2 separate regions of the Anas platyrhynchos genome follow, and region 2 is linked to region 1. Evidence: chromatin contacts called from public Hi-C data. All regions are on one chromosome and are shown on one strand. The core of a region is the stretch at or near the end of the contact, and the rest is flanking DNA. Distances in the headings are between cores, read along the strand shown. Region 1 overlaps USP53 (ubiquitin specific peptidase 53). Region 2 overlaps SYNPO2 (synaptopodin 2).

Evidence for each region. A called contact is a pair of places that touch in the nucleus more often than the background predicts.
Region 2: a Hi-C map of subcutaneous adipose tissue shows a contact between it and region 1, with 2.0 times the contacts expected there. The contact joins two enhancer-like sites. A contact is called at or near these places in 2 of 8 Hi-C or Micro-C datasets (skeletal muscle and subcutaneous adipose tissue).

Annotation. Positions count from the first base shown.
Region 1 is chr4:47,516,613-47,524,426 of IASCAAS_PekinDuck_T2T, forward strand. USP53 (ubiquitin specific peptidase 53) reads right to left here. Exons shown (of 16, transcript XM_038178857.2): 14 at 6,637-6,710; 15 at 622-721. Among named protein-coding and RNA genes, the nearest start is that of FABP2, 15 kb to the left of the region's middle. Within about 2 kb of position 2,734, at least 2 of the 8 cell types and tissues checked have an H3K27ac peak or open chromatin away from gene starts, as enhancers often do. A contact at or near this core is called in subcutaneous adipose tissue, where this site is marked.
Region 2 is chr4:47,656,703-47,664,516 of IASCAAS_PekinDuck_T2T, forward strand. The region is part of intron 1 of SYNPO2 (synaptopodin 2); the gene reads right to left. It overlaps LOC101792755 (protein transport protein Sec24D), which reads left to right. Exons shown (of 20, transcript XM_072037507.1): 6 at 7,570-7,710. Among named protein-coding and RNA genes, the nearest start is that of SYNPO2, 46 kb to the right of the region's middle. Within about 2 kb of position 4,444, at least 1 of the 8 cell types and tissues checked has an H3K27ac peak or open chromatin away from gene starts, as enhancers often do. A contact at or near this core is called in subcutaneous adipose tissue, where this site is marked.

The sequences.
Region 1 (7,814 bases), core at 1,484-3,983:
GAAAACTTTGTGGGATATTAAATAGTCATAATAAAGAAATTATTTCAAGATTCGGGACTGTATCAAATATGAATTTGGTTTTCTTCTAAGCATCCTTACGATTTGAGCTGATAATTCCATTTTTCAAATGCTAGGTATTACTTTGGGGAACTAAACTTGCATTTTAATTCTTGATTTTCAAGAGGTTCTGAGCACTTACAGTTCAAATCAGAAACAACAGGTATACTGCAGCAGCTTCTAAACAGACAATACCCCCTTCCTGCCAAACTTCTGAAAACTTTATTGGGTTATTGCATTAACCACAAAATTGGTTAACCAATACTTGTTTATATAATACAAATTCAAAACAAAAATATTAAAACCCATTGCTCCAGTAAGATGCCTACATAAATTATTTGCTTCCATCCACTAAATAACAAAATTAATTTATTTTTTTCCAAGAACAAAACTTTTATCCCTATAAATTATGTAAAATGCAAGAGGCATTATCTGTCAAAAAAGATTTAATACCTTATCTTTTTTAACTATACTTTAACAATACTTAATATTGATTACTATCGCATTACAGATTTTTTTTTCTTAAATAATACTATATAGTAAATTAATATTAGTATTAGTTACCTCTTCACTGGAGGACTGGGCACCTGCAAATGTAATTCTGTTGGGAAATTAACGTGAGGTTTGTAGTTAACTTCTGAACTGATGGGGTCCTTCCTCAAGTCTGGGGGTGGAAAAAATATTTTAAAGCACAATACAGTCCAACTCTTTTGTGATTTCTTAGAGGTTATACACAAACAAAACACAACAAAACAAGAAACTTAATTCTTGTCAAGATCTGACAGAAGTCAAAATAACATTTTTGGAAAAAATTCTTCACAGATCAGATCTTATATTCATCCACAGTAATCTGGAGGAAACGTTCTTTCTCTTTTTTAAATGTTGCTGGAAAAGAGGTAATTATCACAATTTTGTCCACAGTTTACGTCCTATAGAGATATTTTCAAGATACATTTCATCTAATTACAAATACATTTTCAAAAATAGTTTTTAATGAAAGCACCTTTATTCAGATATCCAAAATAAATTTTGTAATAATATATTACTACTTTTGAATTTTCACATGACTTATTAACAAATTAGAATGTATACTGTAAGAGTGGGGTTTTGTTTGTGTTTTGTTTCTTTGAGAAATGCATTATGCATCCTTGAAACATTTAAAAAATGCTAGAACTGTTACTTCTCCTACAATAACTGTACAGTTTGCAGAGATATGAAGCAGACAGAGAGCATTCTCACTCACATGCCCTAAGCACAAACATAAGAGTGCTCGGGCCAGCAGTACTACACACACTCTAGAAGCTCCTTCTATTCACAGACAAAAGCAAAGAATTTTTCTCTAAAAATACACAACTTCTGAACAAAGCAGCTCCTAGTTAACAGTGAATAAAAGAAGCATTGAAGAATCCATGTTGACACCACACAGAAGAAAACACACTCTTGGCAACTGACAAGCAATGGTCCTTCTGTTGGAAGATAGTTACTGTAAGTCTTCCTAATGCAATAATTGGTCCATTATAACCAGTCACCTGCTCTGCAGTCAATCAGAGTTGTATTTTGTAAATGTATGGACTATATCCATACAACTACTTTGCTTATTTCATAAAAAATGGCAATGTACTTCACAAAAGGCAGCCTACACTGCCTGAATTCCAGTGGAATGATCTGATTCAGCAGGCAGTACTAATTTACCCTGTTGGAAATTAGCTAACATAGGCTGTCCTCTTTTTAATCAGCAAAAGCTATAAAAATTTGTATCTATTCTTAACTGATGTAATCTTAATAAGTTGTGGGTTTTTTAATATATATTATTATTTGCATGTTTTATTTTTCCCAGTTTTTAAGTCTTGGAAGCATTCTTTTGACTCATGAACTCATTTTTGACTTGAGTCAAAAACCCAACAGAGGAGAACTAAACTAAAAACTTTGGGGCAATGCTGGAGATTTACTTCAAGGGTCAGTATCTGCCCTATCTTTTAACAGATAAAAGATTAAAGAAGTTAAATCTTTGACAAAGACACAGGTTGTAGAGGCTAAAAAGGCATATACCTGAAGAGACAAAGCCTTCAATACAGCTTTCCTTCGAGCCTTGAAACTAAAAAAAATTCTTGCTATTCCAGCATGGTAAACAGTACCACAACCCTAGAAAGAACACTTATGTGAAAACATGGTTACTGAATGTGCCCTTGTGACACTGGCAAGGGTCAAGTGACTAACCTGAAAGGAAGTTCAAAACTTCTCCAGCAGGCCATGGCATCAGAGATAACTAACACTGAGGTAATCAAATAGAAAACATTTCATTCTGCTACAGATTTTAATGAACTGTAAATCACTTTACTGAGAAAAATACAGACCCTGTCGCATTAATTCCTGTGAATATTTTCAGTTTGGTATTTAATCACAGACCCACCTTCAGCATACAGTCTAGGAATAAATTAGTCAAATAATTTTCTAGATTAACCATGTCTGTAGCTAATGTTTTTAAGTCTTTGAATATACAGGTTTTTATACAAGAGCATTCCTACTTAAAAATCACATACAAGTTGACCATACATGTACAACTGCTCTTTAATTCCAAAACCCGACTGATGTGAAGTGCATTCCAAGACAAACTCTGAAGGAATTTAGCACATTAAGTCCTTCCAAGAGGCAGTATCATAAATCTGTCAGGAGGCGGCAGCAAAGGGTAGTAAACTGTTTCTTTAGCATGCTTATGGCACACTCAACCAAAGCTGCTCAGCAATACCAGGTGATTTGTCTTCAGAATTCCAGCTAACTTAAAAATAGACGTGTTATTTTCTCTTCTGCTGACATGAGATCCATGCAAGGTTAAAACCAGGCGCAGGCTCTATAGGGAATTTTGGCTCCAGATTCTTTGCAAACCCAAATATGGGACACATGAGCACTGTGCTCAGCTGCAGACTGACAACCTTATCAACAGGTCACAAGCAGCTTACCAATAAGTAAAGGTAGCTCTGGTTTCTCAAATACAAGCCAATCTTAAAAGATTTATCAACAGCTATTTTCACAGCTGAATAGCCGATCTAGATTTGTAAAAAGATTAATACCCATTCTATAGCCAACAAGTAAAGCAAAAGTTTTTTTCCTATAATGACTTAATTTACATATACAGAACATTTGTACAATTCTGCAATGCCCAATTTCTGTACATAAAAAAAATATATCAAATTCTTACTAATGTTTTAGCTGCATGTTTCCTGTAGTTTTGATTTCCTGATGAGCGTTTTTTGTTGTTTTATTTTATTTTATTTTTAAGTTGCCAGTAAGAATGTCCTGTGGTAAATTCTTCTCCCTGCACATGGACATTTTTCTGTGTTCAACTGAAATCACAGATGAACTTACTGGAAGCTTTGGAAATGTGGAACAAAAACTGTTCCAGAAAAGAAGGTAAACACATTATAATTTGTTTAAAAATACTGTATTTAAAAAAAAAATCTTTTAAAAAAATCATTTTATTGAATAAACTCTCTTTTTAGAACAACATGCAGTTGTAAAACTTTTATTATATACTTTTTAGCAGATTTTTTTTTCCTTGGCTCTTAACATCCAGGCAAAATGAAAATACAGCTTTACTTTTTTTTTTTTTTTTTTTTTAAAATACTTGCACATGTGAGAGCTCAAGTAAGTTCTGAAGTGAAACAACTCACCAGACTATCAACTGTTATCCTCCCTTCATTACGATCTGCCCTTCCTATCAAGTTTATTGGGTCTTTATTTTAAAAATCTGAACCTTAACCTTTGCTTTGTTGATTTTAAATTTCAAACTTCTTATATTCATAAAGTGAACAACAGAAATGAGAGCACTTAAAATTTCAACCTTTGAGGCTTATCTGACTGCATTTGGAAACCTTCAAAGTTTAGAATTTCGTTCTGAGGGTTTTTGTTTGTCTTTCATCTGTCATTTATAGACACTACAGAAAGACATTTGTTTATTTCTGGTTTGCATTAAGGAAAGTAAGTAGCTGGATGCTTCAATTCATTACTCAGTTCTTCAAACAAAATAGACAGAGACAGCAGCAGAAAGGTTAACAACTGGATTTTCCTTTAGAAGCACATTTTAAATATTACTGTATGTTTTTCCTAGGATGATACGTGTGTTTTTTTTTCAGAAGTATGGTTTTCTGAAGTCACAAAGAATTAAAGGCAGTCTGGGGGTTGTTTCCATATTCACAAGAGCTTCCGAATGATTCAAGATTTTGGTTGAAATTGTCTCATACTAGTGAGCTCAACAACTATTAAAAGAAAAAGCTCTGGATTTACAATATTAAAAACACCACTCTGCAAATGCGATGCAATTGTTTTCAAATGGAACGAATTATTAACTTAAGGCATTGATGCTGAGCACATCTTTTTTTTCCAATCAGCGTTCACTCCATTTGAATTACCGTTTTATTTGACTGAAGGGATAGTTCAAAAAGTACTCTGAACTTTGAAAAAAATAAAATCTAGAAAACACAGTTTCTAGGTTTAATTGCTGGCCATGTGGGACATTTGCTTTAGTGCAAGTTATCTACTGCTTACTAGTAGTGAAAGAAGCAGCCATTTGATCTACATAACCACTGTGTGATACGTTACTATCTTTAAAATGTTCTAACAATAAGTTTATTTTTGTAAGTCAAGGACACAATTCCTGAACCACTGAACAGTAGCCTCATTCAGCTCCTGTTAAAATCGGGAACTGGCAAAGCACAGTTATGCAAACAGTGGGCATAATTAAAAGTTCAAGGTTATTTTCTCAAGAAGAGACAGTAAGTTATTTTTTCAAGTTGCCAGGAGCAGCTAACAAACATTTCTTATGTTTTGTTCCTCTCTCAGAAAGGACTAGATATTTCCTTGTTGAAGTACCATTTTCTAGGAATCTATATGGTATTTACCTACCAGTTCTATGTATTCAGAACCATAACATAAGGCAGTACAACTGGTACCTGTAAATGACTACTACTCTTTTTCCTAAAGGTGTTCTGACACTTTTTACACAAGCAAAAAACCTATGTCTAAATCTTTAACCTTGGCCATGTACGTAATCAAATTATTCAGAGTTCTTTTCAGCCCATTTATCTTTTACAGTAAAAGTGGTTTTCCAAAACATGCACACATGAAAATTTCACGTTTAATTTAGAATTAATATGGTTTTGTTACGAAACCAGTTAGTGAAACAGAATTAATGGAAAGATGGGAATTTTACACCAATGCTTTATGACAATTATGTTTTATGATAACTGTGAGGATCACTTGGAATAGGTAACAGTTTTGAAGAAGTATTTGTAACATGATCAAAATTTTAAATATAATCAAGTACAGTACACAGTAATCTCTAGGGAATATTTAGCAATAAATTGGAACACTGTTTGAACCCAACTATTTCTCATTCTGACAGTGGGTTTTTTATATTTTCAGTAGTGGCTTTTTTTCCTTCTTTGCTACCCCAGTGTTTATATACTTTTTTCCATTAGTAATGATAAAAATAGTTATACTACAGAACTACAGTAGAAAAAATATCATACAAAATTAGATCTTTGCATTCCATGCAAAATTGGGTTTGAGGGCTTTTGCTTTTGTCAAGATGAAAAAAAAAAAACACCACCAAATCAGTTCTCTTTTTACAACCAAAAAGTAATTGGAATAACAATGTGGTATGGCATATGCATCACCTCTCTCAAATTTAAGTCTTAGAAGAATCTGTAGTATACAATTCTTTGAAAAGTAGTATGATACCTATAAAAAAATCAAACATTTCCTGAGGAAGTGTCTTAATATTTATTGCACCTCTTTGTACGAGCACTATTCCATTGTTCCAGCAACAGTAGATAATGATTTTGGCTGGCCTCATGCTGACCTATAATATTTATATGCCACGGCATTTATAAAAACGCAGCAGACATATTAGTATGTAAAAGGAAGTAGATTTCCTTATTACAAGTTGTTTCTTCCTGATATTGCTTCTTATCTTAAAGGAAAAGAAAGGGTACCACAGCATACCCAGACATTTAAAAAAAATCTTCCTTAGTATCCACTAAGAACACTCATGGAAGTGGTTTTTTTTTTGGGAAGACACGGGGAATGGACAGAAGGACTGCATTTAATTTTGCCTTTTTTTTTTTTTTTTGGGGGGGGGGGGGGGGGTGCATTGGAGATGAGCATTCACATTTAACCATTTGCATTGGATTAAAAAGAAAATACTGATTAAAGGCAGCGAAAGTGAATGCCAGCATAACGTCATCCAAAAATCACGTGTACTGGTAAAAACTTGTGTTTCTGGTGCTTGTACAGAAAACCTACACCAGCCAGTAGAAGTTACACACTGGCACAAAACAGCCACCAACTCCATGCCTTTCTTGACCTAGATACAAACAACATTATGTGTTGCCATTAAAATGATAACTTTTATACATTTTTCACTTTTATGAAATATCAGGACAAACTTGCAGCAACATTATAAAATAAAAAAAATCAGAAATCTATCTCTTATGTGATATCAGTATGTTAGTATTGCAATACTGGTATATGTAAATTATTTCTAGAAAGCTTCTTATTCTTTATACAAGTTAAAATTCTTACCATAAAAGTTTCTGTTCTGCTGGGATACGGAATGTAACACATTTTCAGCTTTTTTGGTTGACAAGTTCTGCTCACTGTAAAATAAGCACACGCATAATTTGAAAGGTTCAACTATTGCCATGTGATCACAAACATTACTTCCTTGAATGCATGCAAGCATAAAAATTTTGCCTGTGTGTAATTTTGGCGCTTGTTATCATTACTGCCGCATTTTTGACTAAAATGCTTTACAGAAGATACATAAAATAGTGAAGGTGGCACTTGAATACTTTTAACACACCTAGCATGCATGACAGGCTGCAATGACGCAGATGAATTTAGGATGAACTGCATCCTTTAATGTGGACAGTTGAAAAACGTACAGTTCATGGGGCTGGTGTATCCCAGTTTGTTCTGGAGATTGCACATGCCCACTCATCCCAGCCCCACTGTAGAGGAGCAGGATGTCCACTGCACAATGCAGAAATAATCAAGATAATTTGTTGTGTAGTATCACCCTGGTCTGCTTAATAAAGACAGTCGATTTCCAAAGCTATCAACAACTTAACAGAAATGTGTCACTAGTGAGAAAGGAATACAAACTGCACTTTTTCCTCACTATAAACAGAAAAAGCTTCATAAAATTTTTAAAGAGTGCATACTAACAGAGATCACAACTGAGAAAGCACAACTGTTTTGAATATCTTTTTTCAAGAGTGATTTTCAAGCAGAACAGATGACACACAATTCCATTTATTTGATTTTTTTCCCCCCCAATAATTACCACTTAGTGCAGCAAAAGGAAACTACCAGTGTGGTAGTCTATTCCAATTTATCATCACTATCACCCATGTCCAAAACAAATTTTCAGTGCTAATAGGTTACACCTTGATTATTTCAAAGTGAAACACCTATACAGCAGCATTTATGAGAAGCTTGAATTCAGTGCAGAAATCCCTCAACATTTTAAATACGTGAAACTTGTTAGCTAACATTCTATCTCGTCCGTTTTCCTAGTTTCACATTTTGCTATGCATTATTTTTGCTATTTATTGCTTTTATATTCATACTTTGTTGCAACAACAGAATTGATATCGCCACTTGGTCTCTCACTTTTTCCTCAAACTGGAAGAAAACCAGAAGATTACAGTTGCAGATGCAAGAGGAAAATTCAGCAGAGTTGTTAACTTTTGCTGTTC
Region 2 (7,814 bases), core at 3,194-5,693, 140 kb after region 1:
CAGAAACTGAGGGTGGGGTGCTGGAGTCAGAAGCTGTTCTTGGTGCTAAAATACATTCATATGGCTTTAACTGTCAACTAGAACAAATACATACTGTTAAGTGGTTTAGGAATGGGCTGTTTTAAATTTCTCAAACAAAATTGTGGTGCCAAGGCAAGTTCCTTAGAAAAAGGATGTCACATCAACACAATTATAATTTTCCTTGATGGAGTAAATCTTGTTGGGAGAGAGCTCAAATATGCAGTCCTGTTTTGAGCAATCTTCCATAGTCATTAATTGCATTTTTGTGATTCTACGAGTCACTGCACTGACTACTCCATTAATGCTGTCAGAGCCGATACCAGAACATTTAATTACTTGTGTCTATCCTATTAAAACACTGAAATAACACTCAGTTTTTCTAGGCCTCTGGCACTGAGTGCCATGTTCTGACAAAGAAAACCAACATTAGCTGTCCAGAGGCCTGCTGAGACAGCTTTCAAAACTTCTGTATGTAAATTAAAGAGCAAAAGCTCCTACTGCTTTTGCAGCAGCATCATGTGTGAAATGTGCTGATGTGGACACTGCCTTTTTTTCAGTCATAAGTGACAGTGGGAACTGAGGTTCCAGGCTCAGATCAGGATTAGAGGAAAAGCTGAAACTGGTGTTTTTGCTGTGATGAGCAGCTCGTGAAGAACACCAGGTGACCACCATTCCTGGATTGGATTACTGCAGGCAGAGCCTCAGGGCCTAACACGGTTTTACTAAACTGGGTTACTGATTGCCATAGTCCAATATTGGAGAGCATGTTCGTGGGAGAATGAGTGTGTGGATCCAGGTTGTACTATTTTGGCTAATAATTGGTAATTTTAAGCTGCAAAGTCAGTTAGGATAAAATTTGTTCACATTTATTTGTGGTGGAGGTTGGATAGGCTATAATTCATTGTGACTGAAATTGGGGTAGGTTTGCCTCAGGAGAACTGAAGCTGGTTTGTGAGTTTCAGCTGCAGCTAGTTTTCCTGTATCTCAGACCTATAAAACTGCATAATCTAGGATTAACTAATTTCGGAGAATATGTTTATGAATGAGATTTCAGGCAGATTTGCAAGTCCAAGCTGTATCTGGTTACAGAGCATACACAGCTATAGATCTACGCAGAACCTGATAATTTGCAGTTTTCTGCTTGGATAACATTTGGCTGACCTTGGGCACAGACCTGTGCAACAGTAAAGTGTGCATTATCCCAAGAACGTCTCTGGGAGAGTCAGACCACTCTCAGCATCTTCCTTGCTGTGGGTCAGGGATAGCAAGGAAGAGAAAAGACTCACTTTGAAAAACAGAATAGACCATTACCCACTGTAATGTTATTGAGCATTGCAGTAAAAATGGTGCTGAGAAGTATGAAAAAACCTTCCTGTCTTGGAGGGAGAATGGGGAGGTTGGAGGGAGCTTCCAGGAGCTCTTTGCATTTTCCTGAGTTTAATCCAAAGCATGTCTGCGTAATTTGATGTTTTGTCCTGTGACCTGCCTTTCAGACTAAGCAATGTTGGGAGAGGGGAGACTACTTGGAGGGGCAGGGAGAACTGGCTTATTAATTAGTGACATACAGGCCATAAATCCATCTTACTAGCAGGTAAATGAGACACTCAGCTACTAGCATGCATTTTGTCAAACCCACTCATTCCTAGCTTCATATCCTGTATCAATTACACTGTCCTATATGGCTACACCATCTCATTTTCTCTCCTTTGGTCATCTGCCCAAATTCTCTTGGGGGGTGGGGGGGACGACAGGCAGAAAGATGAAGGAGGGAGGGAGGATTCTCATTACTAATCTGGATAAGAGACAACACGTTTAATCCTTGGAGCAAAACTAGTCCAGTTGACAGTTAAAATGAAATCATTATTCACTCTGCTCAGTACATTCCCAGAAATGGTATTGTTTATGACAATCCCTTACCATTATGTCATGAGTTTGCAAATATACAAGCATGGCATATGATCATCCACCCAAAAGGAATAGCAAAGGCAGCAAGAAGAAACAAATGCCGTCTTGCAGGTTTCTGTTTCAGTGAGGGCTGTAGCTATCACTGTCAATGATGTCAAGGTTATATTGAAATGTGTGCCCAATGATGTATTTCTTGCTACTTGCCTCACTGCCTAGGCAGCAATTCAGTCAGCACCAGAAGGATTGTGAAGAGGTAACCAGAAGCTTTGCCTCACTTCCAGTGGAGCAAGTAGTGTTTATTAAGAGAGCTTTCTGTTTGTACGATGTTTGGTACACTTGGGCCTGATCTCAAATTGCACGGTATGGTGGCTTTGGGGACTTCCTAAGTACAAATGAATCAGAATGTTCAAAGAAACCTAATAGCAGGAGCAGCTGGGAAATGCAGCATCCAGATAATATACTTTAAACAGTTATTGTATTATGCACAAATAAAGAGGCCAGTGCCTACTCTTTAAAAGTAAAGCACAAAGCTCCAAGTTACAGAAGTGTGAATCAAACAGTGGCTCAAAGTCAGCTGAGAGCTCAATACAGGGATTGAGTTCCAGCTGCCATTACTTGAGGTCATCTTTAGCTGCACTGTTCAGCTAAATAAAACATAGAGTCAGACTGAAGAAAATGGTCCTCAGTGCAAGCTGTTAGCTTTATTTACCAGAATTTCACATTAAACTCCACCATTTTACTCTCTTGAACTATTAATATTTCTTTCACTTTTCAAAATACCTTGACTAGACTTGAGCTTCTCTACTTCCTGAAAAGTTTATTACTGAACAAATTTCACAATTTCTTATTTCACCGGTTTACTCAAATTTCATTGACATTTTTCTGTTTCTTTGGTTCTTCGTATTTTAGACAGTTCATGGAAATGAAGTGGTATTTGCCTTGGAGTAGTCTCAGATGCATTTCCCAGAACTCACTAATTAAAACAAAACAAACAAAGAAACAAAATCATGCAAACTTAGTTACCAGTCTTATAAGTAACTTAGTGTCCCTCACACTTAATGGGTGATGTTTTGAAACAACCTTTCAAAACTGAGAGCAGCAACAGGCCTAGCCATGGTATTATTTAGGAAGGGAAGCTTTGCAAAACCAGGTTAATGTTTTGTGAATGTCAGTACATTCACAAAAAATACTTTCACATAGATGCTTCCCAGTGTCTTCTGCCTGCTGTCGTGGACAACCCCTTTTTGGTGACTTGTTGAGGAATTCAGATGTTCAACAGCCTCACCTCTCCTTGATGGCTCAAATAAAGCTGGCCAGGAAAGCATTAGTGGTGGCTCAGGGGGTTGCTGTACACCATGCTGATGCATACCTACCAGAGGAGGTCAGTGGTCTTCTTCTGGGTTTGTTTTTACAACAGATGAAGCCTGTGCTTGTGCTCGAGACCATAATGAGGGGGAAAATAGTGGGTGGAGATTCTCAAGTGTTGTTTCCAGAAGATGGGATTATTCCCTCTGTGGACTTTGCCACTAGTTATTTAGCCCTGCGCTTTCAATTAAACAATTAAAGTCCATAATCTGGCATAGAGATTTCCTTATCTGAGTTTCTTTTTTTTAAAAAAAGTTTCTCTTACTTTAATTTGATTAAGCTTTAAAACAGTCATAGTTGAATTGATGCAACCCCTCAAATAAAATTCATCCTTCTTTTTCAGTGGCTTATTCTAATATGGCTTTAACCCCAAACAATTATAAGAAAGTAGGAGTAAGTATGTCTATTGCAAAGATTTACTTAGGCACACCCTTGATACTTTCTTGCATAGGCACTCCTTGACCCCATTTGTCAGCTTGTGCATGTTTCATAAAATTGACATGGAGATCAGTATTCATCAGCTGCCTTTCAGCTCTCGAATAAAATACAGTGTAAGGCTATCTACCAGAATTCCAGTGTGGGGCCAACCTGAGCAAAAAATGAGGTGTCTTGTAAGTAGAGCATGAGACTTGCAGTGGAACTAAAGACTGAAAGATCCTAGCACAGTCATGCCTGAGCAAGTTTGACAGAGGTGCTGAGCTCTGTTTAGTGCTCCTGCACTTAGAGTGCTGCAGAATCAGGCCTATCCTTACAGTCTCCAGTTCAGGCATGCTGACAGAGTTGATGGCTTTTTCTTTCTCTGACCTGACTTTAGTTAAGAGAAAGTTGTCGGCATCTTCAAAAGCTGGACCAAGAGGATTTGTGTTCCCTTTGCATTTTCTTTTCTGTGTATTCCCAAGAGGAATGTCTGCCTGAGAACTGGAAAAACTGCTACACTGACATGTGAGATTTCTGTTTGCTTGTTTTCGTCTGCCCTTCTGTCCTCAGTGCAAGTGTTGGGCTTAACTGAGGGTAATCTTGCCCAGTCAGGCAGTCTGGGAAAGGCTGGCAGTTGTGTACGAAGGCAGGGGGAGGGGGAAAGAAAGGGTGTTACTTTGCAGAGCTGTAAATCCAGCACCTTTTGCCAGTGCTGCATTCTTTTTTTATTGCTTGTTTCTAAGAAGCTATTGCTGCAACAGCACTGACTACAAACAAAATCTCATTTACTCAGTTCATGACAGGTCATGCATTTTGCACATTTGTGGGACACTTGCAGAAGAACTGCAGAGCGCACTTTCCAAAACTTCAGTTTGAAATGCAACAGTTTCCATGTTGCCTGGCACTTCAATGTCAAAGAGATTTCTATTTTTAGAGAGAGATTCTACTCAAGAGCTATATAAGGCTGTGCTGAGGAGATCATTACTTTTTTATATAATATAGGAGAAAACTTGTTAGTGAGGAAGAAAAAGGACCTGATTCTTCTGTGTAAAACTGGAAAACAAAACAAACAAACAAACAAAAAAAAGATACTCTGACTTGGATGTCTTTTGTGGGGAGAGGGAAGAGAAATCAGAACTGAAGACCCAGTATTTGTTTTTAATATTATTCTAATTTATCACAAGTTCTTGAAAATATTGTTTTAGCCATTAAAAATGGTTAAGAAGGCTCCTTATTACAACTGATGATGCAAGAGAGAAGGAATGGTTCCAAGCACGGTCTGGTGCCAAAAGACAACTTAATGTGCAAACAGGTGACAGCACTGGGAAAACCCTGCAAGTTATCATCGTGTCCCGCATGAGAAACTAGGTAAAATTTGATATTACAGATTCGGTACTTCCAGCTATGTTTTTGTTGTTGTTGTTATCCGGAGCACAAAGTGCACTCGAGCTGATTGAACACTGCAGGAGAAAAAAAAAAAAAAGAAAAAGGAAAAAAAAAAAAGCAGACTAGTCTGGTGGCCTAAAACTAGCTGTCACAGTCAACAGCAGAAGAAAGAAGCAGTGTCTAAAATCCTGGCTTTCAGCATGGTTTGCTAGGGAGCCTTATTCTGAAGCCTATTTTTTTCCTGATGTAGAATCATTCAGCAAACATGTAACTCTGTGTTACCCTTAGTATCTAATTTTGTATGAATAGATAGGAAAAAGGACTGAACAGAATTGGGTAAAACTGTTCTCAATTAACTTTCTCAATGTCATTTCTGCCACTGTTTTAAGAGGACCATTTGGCTTCCAGGGAATAATATGTCAGTGAAGCAAGGGAGACTCTCAGGTCTGGCCAAGCTTTCGGAGGCAGCCCAGGTAACACTGGTTTTAGCAGCTGTTGGAAATATTAGCACAGCAGTTAGGGCCAATATGGTTTTGCTTGAGTGAGGAGTAGATGAGGTAGTAGTGCTAAATTAAGGACGCTCGTCCATTTCTGCTGCAGTATGACATGGCTCCTAAAATGAATTCTAAATGGAGTCAGAACTGAACTGATTCTGGTCTTAACTTGCCTTGGTTTTATATTTCTGTTTTTATATTGTCTAGCTAGCTGTGATATAACCTGTTGACTTCAGGTGAATAAAATTATGTAGAGCCAGTCTATTTGAACTAGGGGTGAAAAAAAAATGGAATTGCTGTCTGCATTTCAGTAACATAAGAAAAGACAGTAAGCAGTCTTGTGTTGCCTTCTGCATGACACAAGGCAGATTAGTTGGTGGCAAGACAGAAGCATAGGCATCAATTTCCAAATAGTCTGCACTAGGGAAATTTCTTATCCATCCAATGTATTGAACCAGGAACAGCAGGAGAAACAACACGCTCTGTTTTGACACTTGCTCTTCAGAAGTACCGCTATCAATATTGAAATGTATCTTTAAAATTATTTTGAATATGTTGACATGCTAGTCCTGGCATATTGTTAAAAGTACCAGAAGCAGTTTGAGTATATTGGGGAACCGCTGCTCTGGACAAACTATTGTGCACACAGGTACCTTCTTAGATTTATTGGTGAAATCTGTCTTACATACTGTCTATCTTGGTTTTGAATATTGGGCAGGAACAGAACAATTGGATGACACTATTGGCATTGCAGGCATTTGTTATGTTGTGAATATAGGGACTGCACTTAAAGGAAATAAATTAGAAAGAGATCAGTAAACTGGAGAGGAGGTAAATTTTAACAGGTCTCTGCACGTTTCAACAGAGCAACACTGCCCCTAAGTGGCCGAGTTACCGGCCACAACAACAACAAAAAAGTATCCACATAATTTGAGTGCTCACTTTAGTGCAAATGTGCCAGAGCAGTACACTATTACTTTTTATGACCAGAACATCTAGGAGCCACCCATGAGCTATAAAAAAAAAAAATGCAGGTAACTGGAGTAATTGTAAGGGATTAATCATGATAAACCTAATGAACTTGGTGATAATTTTACTGTGTGGTTCTAAAAAAGTCTTTTGCAATGTCTCATTCATTCCCAGAGTACCACAACAGAAACCAGCTCCTCATCCTTCCCTACCTGTGCAAAGAAATTAATTCTGCTTTGAGCTGAAATTTTCTCCTTCCTCTTTCCTAGGAAGTGCCTCTATACCTTTTCTTGCCTCAAGGAGAAAGCACACAAGAAATATTCCCATGGCAGTCCTCTCTTCCTTCCTAAATGTCATCAGCACTGCTGGCTTACCCTGCAGCAAAGACACATTCCTAATTTGATCCACTTCGCAGCTGTCTCAAACAGGAATCCCAGGCTGCCTCTTCCCAGTTCCTGAACAGTCTCCTTCTGGGCATAAACAAATCTCTACACTGTCTCCTGAACAAGTAGCTGGTTAAGGCTGTAGAGGTTAATTCAGACCACTGTCTACTATGTGTTCCCATGGCAGTGGACTTTATACTTTCTTTTTTATTAATAAACATAGCAATTTTATGATATTGAGTAGATATTTTTTAAAATGTTGTACATCTGGTCAGTCGGTTGTCTTAATATATTCTCAATTAACTTTTTCAGTGTCATTCCCACCACAGGTTTCATGAAGTAATTGTAAGATACTGTTTTCTAGACTCATTAGTTTTCTTATCTGTTGTACAGAGGAAGACTAGAACTGGTGACTACTAAATAAATGCAAATTTCCGTTTCATGGACACTAACTCTTTAATAACAGCATAAATCTATTACATAGTGTTACCATTTGTAAATGTAATATGGGTGCATTAATATCATATAGATGCCTAATCAAAATAAATAAATGCCTAGAAGCTCAAAGGTTAAATTCTGAGCTAGAGAAAGGCAAGTCTTAACTGAGCTATCTTTTTGTTTGTTTACAGTGAAGTATATAAACTTTCATCAGTCAAGCTTCTTATCCTACATTGGATGGGTATGTTGGAAAGAAAGTTGAAAGGGCTGAAAACAAAAGAGATGACTTCAGACCTGAAATTTTCATCCTCATTGACTGATCATCTAAAATTGTGAGTACAAGCTTCACAGGATGCATATTTATTCATTCAAATTGGCTTTCTGTTTATTTTGCAAATACTTATTTGATACTAACTTCAAGATTTGATTGAATACC